Linked DNA regions of Rattus norvegicus: region 1 is linked to region 2. A link is a contact called in public Hi-C data. All regions are on one chromosome and are shown on one strand. Each heading gives the region's core, a stretch centred on a gene start, on an enhancer-like site or on the middle of the called end of the contact. The rest is flanking DNA. Distances are from core to core; before and after follow the strand shown. Region 1 overlaps Sema6d (semaphorin 6D). Region 2 overlaps Sema6d (semaphorin 6D).

What was found. A called contact is a pair of places that touch in the nucleus more often than the background predicts.
Region 1: a contact with region 2 is called in a Hi-C map of psoas muscle, with 2.3 times the contacts expected there. The contact joins two enhancer-like sites. A contact is called at or near these places in 4 of 12 Hi-C or Micro-C datasets (frontal cortex, kidney, prefrontal cortex and 1 more) and 1 of 1 datasets of contacts at active chromatin or transcription factors (oligodendrocytes).

What each region holds. Positions count from the first base shown.
Region 1 is chr3:132,383,719-132,387,067 of GRCr8, forward strand. It overlaps Sema6d (semaphorin 6D), which reads left to right. Exons shown (of 16, transcript NM_001107768.1): 8 at 4-92; 9 at 787-1,004; 10 at 1,123-1,254; 11 at 1,572-1,727; 12 at 1,813-1,986; 13 at 2,715-2,855; 14 at 2,946-3,023. Among named protein-coding and RNA genes, the nearest start is that of Sema6d, 48 kb to the left of the region's middle. Within about 2 kb of position 1,818, at least 3 of the 93 cell types and tissues checked have an H3K27ac peak or open chromatin away from gene starts, as enhancers often do.
Region 2 is chr3:132,342,914-132,346,117 of GRCr8, forward strand. The region is part of intron 1 of Sema6d (semaphorin 6D); the gene reads left to right. Among named protein-coding and RNA genes, the nearest start is that of Sema6d, 7.2 kb to the left of the region's middle. Within about 2 kb of position 1,453, at least 8 of the 93 cell types and tissues checked have an H3K27ac peak or open chromatin away from gene starts, as enhancers often do.

The sequences.
Region 1 (3,349 bases), core at 568-3,067, 41 kb after region 2:
CAGAACCACACTTTCTTCACGCCATAGAATATGGAAACTATGTCTATTTCTTCTTCAGAGAAATCGCCGTGGAACATAATAACTTAGGCAAGGCAAGTATATGTGCTTGATGTGCACTGTGGACTTAAACTGAATGAAATCCCACCCACTTTGAAAGAGTGACAGGTGCTCTCCTGGGCCGGTTCAAAGCGCTCGCTTCAGTGCGTTTAAGGACGAGTCAGGGAACTGGGTTGCTGATGGTACAGCTAACTGCTGGGAAACACCTCACAATGCCCAGAGTGGGAACAGCTGCCTCCTCAGGCTTTCAAAAGCTTTCATATTTTTATTTCTATCACCATAGAAAGTGGAGGCCTTTTTTCCTCTTTAGAAAGCCATTGATGGTCTCATCCTTTCCAGTGTCAAAGGCAGAATGGAAAATGGGAACCCCTGTTCAATTCGGAGTGTTTCTGTGAAAGCCCATGTGCTCCTTAAGTACTGTCGACTCTTCTACGACCACATTCAAGAACTGTGCATTTTATTAGTCATATGAGGAGCAGTAGACGAAGTCAGAGGCAGAAGCACTGGCGTGATTTTCACTCAGCCAGGAAGACAGATAGCTCAGGTCTCGGGGAGCATGTTTGGCAGCTTGGCAGTACAGGGAGGAGGCGGCTTGTTCCTCTGAGCCAGACATCTCTTTTCCTTTGTTTCCTTTGGTTTCCGTGTGTGTCCCTCCCCTGAGTGGCAGCATTTTGTTCCCCCCCCCCTCTGTGCTCACAGTCTCATGGCTCGGTTCTTGTCTCTGTGCAGGCTGTGTACTCCCGAGTGGCCCGCATTTGTAAAAACGACATGGGTGGCTCACAGCGGGTCCTGGAGAAACACTGGACTTCCTTCCTGAAGGCTCGGCTTAACTGCTCAGTCCCTGGAGATTCCTTTTTCTACTTCGATGTTCTGCAGTCCATCACAGACATCATCCAAATCAATGGCATCCCCACCGTGATCGGGGTCTTCACCACGCAGCTCAACAGGTGGGGACAAGCAGAACCCGAGTCCCCGCCACCCCACGGAGGCTCTGTGCTCCCCGTGGGAACTGGGCATGGCCCCCACTGTCATCCTCGTCCTCATGGTTTTCTTCCCCCTTTACAGCATTCCTGGCTCTGCAGTCTGTGCCTTTAGCATGGACGACATTGAGAAAGTGTTCAAAGGGCGGTTCAAAGAGCAGAAAACCCCAGACTCTGTTTGGACAGCGGTTCCTGAAGACAAAGTACCAAAACCAAGGTAAAGAAAAGACATGAAGGTGTTGGTATTGAACAGCCTCCCTCCCACCAAGAACATTGGAGCCATGTTCTATCTATCTGTCATCCAACTTCCCACCCCAGCAGGCCAATCCTCTGAGACAGGCCTCACAAAGCCAATAAATGTTATCCCTGTGCATGTGGCTGTGCAAAAGCCCATGGAATTCTGGGAAATGGCATCACTCCTCTTGTTTTTCAGCCCCTATTTCCTCTCTCGGCCTCTTCTCAGCAGAATGTGTGCTTACTCCTTAAATCCAGTATGTGAGGGAGAACAATCGAAGGTTTCTGCTTCCTTTTCAGGCCTGGCTGTTGTGCCAAACATGGCCTCGCGGAAGCTTACAAAACCTCCATCGACTTTCCAGATGATACCCTGTCTTTCATCAAGTCCCACCCGCTGATGGACTCCGCTGTCCCACCCATTGCTGATGAGCCCTGGTTCACAAAGACTCGGGTCCGGTGAGACAATAGGCCAGTCTACTCCCACCCATTTCTCTTCCACAGGTCTCCGGATCGGACTGACCTGCCTCTTTTCCTGCTCTAGGTACAGGCTGACAGCCATCGAAGTGGACCGTTCGGCAGGGCCGTACCAAAACTACACAGTCATCTTTGTTGGCTCTGAGGCCGGCGTGGTGCTTAAAGTTTTGGCAAAGACCAGTCCTTTCTCTTTGAACGACAGTGTATTACTCGAAGAGATCGAAGCTTATAACCCAGCCAAGTAAGTATGTTTTGGGAGAACGCTCTTTAGCCCTGCTCAAAAAAATGATGGGTGTCTAGCTTATCTGGCCATTTTTCTTTCAGACTCCTGAATTAGCGATTTTTTTTACATGTTCCATTTGGGTTTTATTTCTTCGTTTATTATTTACCTCCCCCATAGAAGTGCTTTTCAGGATTGTTTGTTTTCCTAAGCCCACTGGGGCCAGGAGGGCGAACAGCTGATGAGTTTAAAAATAAGGCACCCCTCCTTCCTTTCTCACCTGTGAAAACGAGAACATTTTAGCACCGTCTTACCTTGCAGATCTATTTCGGGATGCTGCATGTGGCACAGTTGGTCGTAAGCATGCGCACAGAGAATATTCTCAGAGTTCAGCAAGAGAGTGTGGACGGTTAAAACACATAAGGAGTGAGCGAGGGACGTTGAATACAGGAGACACCCAGAGTCCTCTAGCATGGGAGGATTTAAATGCGTTAGAATGCCATCCTCCTCCTCTCCTAGAATCGAACCAGTCCTTCACAGCCGCAACCCCATTCGAAAGCAATTTTTTTTAAAAAGACCCTTTGTCCAGCTGGAAATGTAACCAGCTACACAAAACCATAGCGCTATATCCCACAATTATAATTTCTCAAATTATAATTTGTTTTGGTTGAGCCGCCAAATTGCACCTCTTACATCGTTGGTGCAGGCTTGACTTCAGTGTATGTCTTCAAAATGTAACCACCAAATAGGTGCAGCGCCGAGAGTGAGGAGGACAGGAAGGTCGTCTCGTTACAGCTGGACAGGGATCACCATGCTTTATACGTGGCCTTCTCCAGCTGCGTGGTCCGCATCCCCCTCAGCCGCTGTGAGCGCTATGGCTCCTGTAAAAAGTAAGCTTCCTTATTCGCTCCTGCTCCCAGGGTGGCTATCCTATGCTGAGGAGGAAAATCTGCATCACGCTTTGTTTGCTTTTTCGGCAGGTCTTGCATTGCATCACGAGACCCGTACTGTGGTTGGTTAAGCCAGGGAGTGTGTGAGAGAGTGACCTTAGGGATGCTGTAAGTACACGAACCACCTAGCCATTTTCTCTCAGGGTATCAACAGCTTAAAAGTATTAAATTCCCAGCTGTACTGCTCTTCCTTTCCTTCCTTTCTTATTCTGGCATGGGGGAAGTTTTTAAAAAGAAGATCTAAAATTTGAGAGGGAAGTGAGGGTTAGGTACAACAACCCTCGAGGGCACTAGACTGTGAAGAGGGAACATCTTATTCTCTTAGGCACCCTAGCTAACCTAACGAGTAACTCGTTGGCAAGTTTGTTGAATTGTTTGCGCGCTCTCTCTCTCTGCTTACTCTCACTAACCAGTCTGTGTTCTTGGCTCTGTCC
Region 2 (3,204 bases), core at 203-2,702:
AGAACAGCTTAGGCAAAGGGCCTGGGGTGGGGTGGGTTTGGGGTCAAGGTCAGTTATCTGCATTTGAGTCCTTACTTACCTCGGACTTGTATTTCAGGTGCACAGTGGCAGTTGGCTGTGCAACCCACAAAGATGTATTGGGTGTCCCTGAGCTGCCAGCCTGGCAGAGTAAGCCATCAGAATGCATGGGATCAATCTGTGACAAGTCAGATTGCTCTATGATGAGTGGTGAGAGCCCCACGTCAGCTGCGGGTGGATCATGTATACACGAACTCAGCAGTGAGGACCCAGCGAGACCTCTGCTCACTGAGATATTGAGCAGAAGCAACTGAGGTTGCTGATTTGTGGGCCTTATCTTTTCTTCTTAACACGAAAAGACTTTAAACGCAGACTCTTCCTTTTCTTTTTTCTTTAAATAGAATGCATGCTTGTATGAGTGTTCTGGAAGGGAAAGAAGATGATGTGGAGACAGGAAATAGAGATGAAATGAGAATAAAAACACTGAAACCATGATAACGAGGTGGGCTGGAGTATAAGGCCCATTTAGATGGCAGCTTCCTGAGGTTGTGACCTGGTTCAAGTCAGCAGAGGGAGAAGCCCGTATGTTCAGCAAGTGTCGTAAATGCACAGTGAGTTTTATCATACTGCAGATAGAGTCTCCCCTGGTGCGCAGACTACATGGCGTGGTTTGAGGCCGGGGCAGCTTATTCCTAACAGAGGAAAAAGACTTGGAAAATTATGACGGCATCCGTTAGGAAGTGAACATTTCCTTTGTGGTTCTGAACTCCCAGGGCAAAGTTTCTGCCTCCAGTGATGGTTCTCTGTGTCATTTCCTCCCTAACACTGTGACTCCCCGCTACCCAGTTCCAAACCTTCCTCCAAGCTAAGTAGGAGCGTGGGTGATTCTCAGCCATTGTTAACCCAGAGGTTAACGTAAATTACAATCAGCACACAGTTAAGTTTAATGGCGAATGTGATAAACTTCAGGGGAGGGAAGACAGAAGTTGTGTGGTGTAGGTATGCTTATTAGAATACATAGGGAAAGTGGAATAAGATGAAAACGGGGATCCGGGGAGGCATTGGGAATGGTCAAGTCAGCTGCTTTCCCATGCCTTGGACCCACCCCGGCTCAGCGTTCCAAGGTGTATTCAGGACTCTCACAGGTTACTGCTTTACATGACAGTCTCAGCGAAGAATGGCTGCCAATTAAACACCAGTCAGAAATTACAAAATAGGTCAGTAGGAGAGGTCCAACCATGAGCAAATCCAATATGGGGAACAAAATTTTTAGGAATATTCCGGTGTCTTAAAACAGAGAGTCCGTTAAGTCTAGTAGTTGATCTGCCGCCCGCACAGGAGCTTGAAGCAAAAGGCACTCTGCTCCCCTGTGCCCAGCCCAGTTGCCTCTAAACCCAGTCTAAAATAAGCCAGCCTGGCTCAGCAGGGCTAATAATAACAGTGCATGCTATGTGTTTGCCCTGCACGGTGGCATTGTGCCTAGCACTTTAAATATGTTGTCTCATTTAATCCTCTCGCCACCCCCGAGAATGTAAGGCTGAGAGCAAGGGGCTGACATATGTGAGTCCTCGCCATGTGCCCGGCACGCAAGCAAATATGCTAAATCATTTGACCAGCGTTCTTGAAGATGGCTACTATTAATAACATACTCATTGTACAGAGGAAGAAACTGAGGCATGGGAGAGTAAGTATGTCCTAGAGTTAAACCACTACTCCGTAGTGAAAGGGGGCAGGGAGAGGGAGCTAGGATCTGTGAGATGAAGTGTAATCTTGAATGAGTTGTGTGATCTTGAACAAGTTACTTAACCTCTCTGAGGCTTAGAAACGGAAGACTGTTCTAGTAGTACCTGTGTCTGAAGACCGTTGTGAGACATTCATGAATTAATATTTGAAGAGGACTTATGATAGCGCTTGGCATGCAGCAGTGTTTTAAATATACCACTGTCTGTTAGGTAAAGATAAATAGAGTCTGGCTCCACAGCCTGTTCTCTTAGTCTTCGTTCTTCGCATCTTGCCGTGTGTGACTCTGGCGCTGCTCTTTGACTAGTGTGTGGCTTGTGACTTCCGCCCCACAGCACCTCCATACACTGGTGACTGGTTCAACCAGGCTGAGAGAGGGATTGTTGCAGGCAGCTGGAGACTGGCCTCAGCCCCTCCGTGCCTCTGTTGAAGAGCTGCAACCGAGACATCTGCTGTTTCAGAGACATGACGTCAGGATCTGGAGTCCACTGCTGGCGCTGTCAAAGGACAGTTGCGAGAATTGGTGTGTGTTCTGTACTGGTGGCTCCTGGCTTGGGGAAACATGCCATACAGCTCAGGCTCACTCCTGAGCCAGTCCACCTATCTGACCCATAACCATGGGCAGACCTCAGACTTTAACATTCATCATTACACAGATTAAAATGCAGATTCCCAGAACCCTAACCCGCCATCAGGCTTACCAGGTTAACTAACGCCTGTTGTCTGTTGACTACTTTGGAGAAAAGAGCCTCCAGTGTAGCCAGAGGATGCCTGATAGGGGCATCTGCTGATGGCCTAGCGTCTGGGGGTGGGGAGTGGGGGTGCAGGTTTCCATGTCAACACATTACTCTATAGTAAGAGGGGTGTGAACAGGCTGCTAGCTAGACATGACCTCTTCCTGCCAGCCTAGGGCATCTCAGTTAGCTTATGAAAGAAAAGAGAAAGCAGTAAAACACTGCGAGCTAAAGAGGTTTATTTTGAAAGACTCTAGTTGGTAAAAGATTTCCTATGTGAGGGGAAAAAAAAACGAGGGAAGAGAAAGAGCCTGACGTATTTCTGCTGACTGGCCTGCATCTTTTCTACTCGGGGCCCTGGGCCAGTATTCCCATCAACAGTCCTTGATGCAATGATAAACTGAGATAAGGGTAATCAAACTTCATGCTTCAGGGCATCAGGTGATTGCCTGCTGTGGTCAGGATGGAATTCTTCCCCCTAGGGCTTTGCACAATTGACTCGACACATTAGACAGAGGTGGTCCCCCCCCCCTCCATGCTTGGGAAAGTGGGGGCTGAGGCCTGGCTGGAAACTCTGGCTGAGCCCACATGGGGAGAAGAGTGTGTCTGGAGCGTGCGACCCCATCACCTCTCGTTATCACCACTTATTGCTACTCTCTGTATCTATTGATACCATGCCCATGCGGAGGTCAGGGGCACACTGCACTTAGAA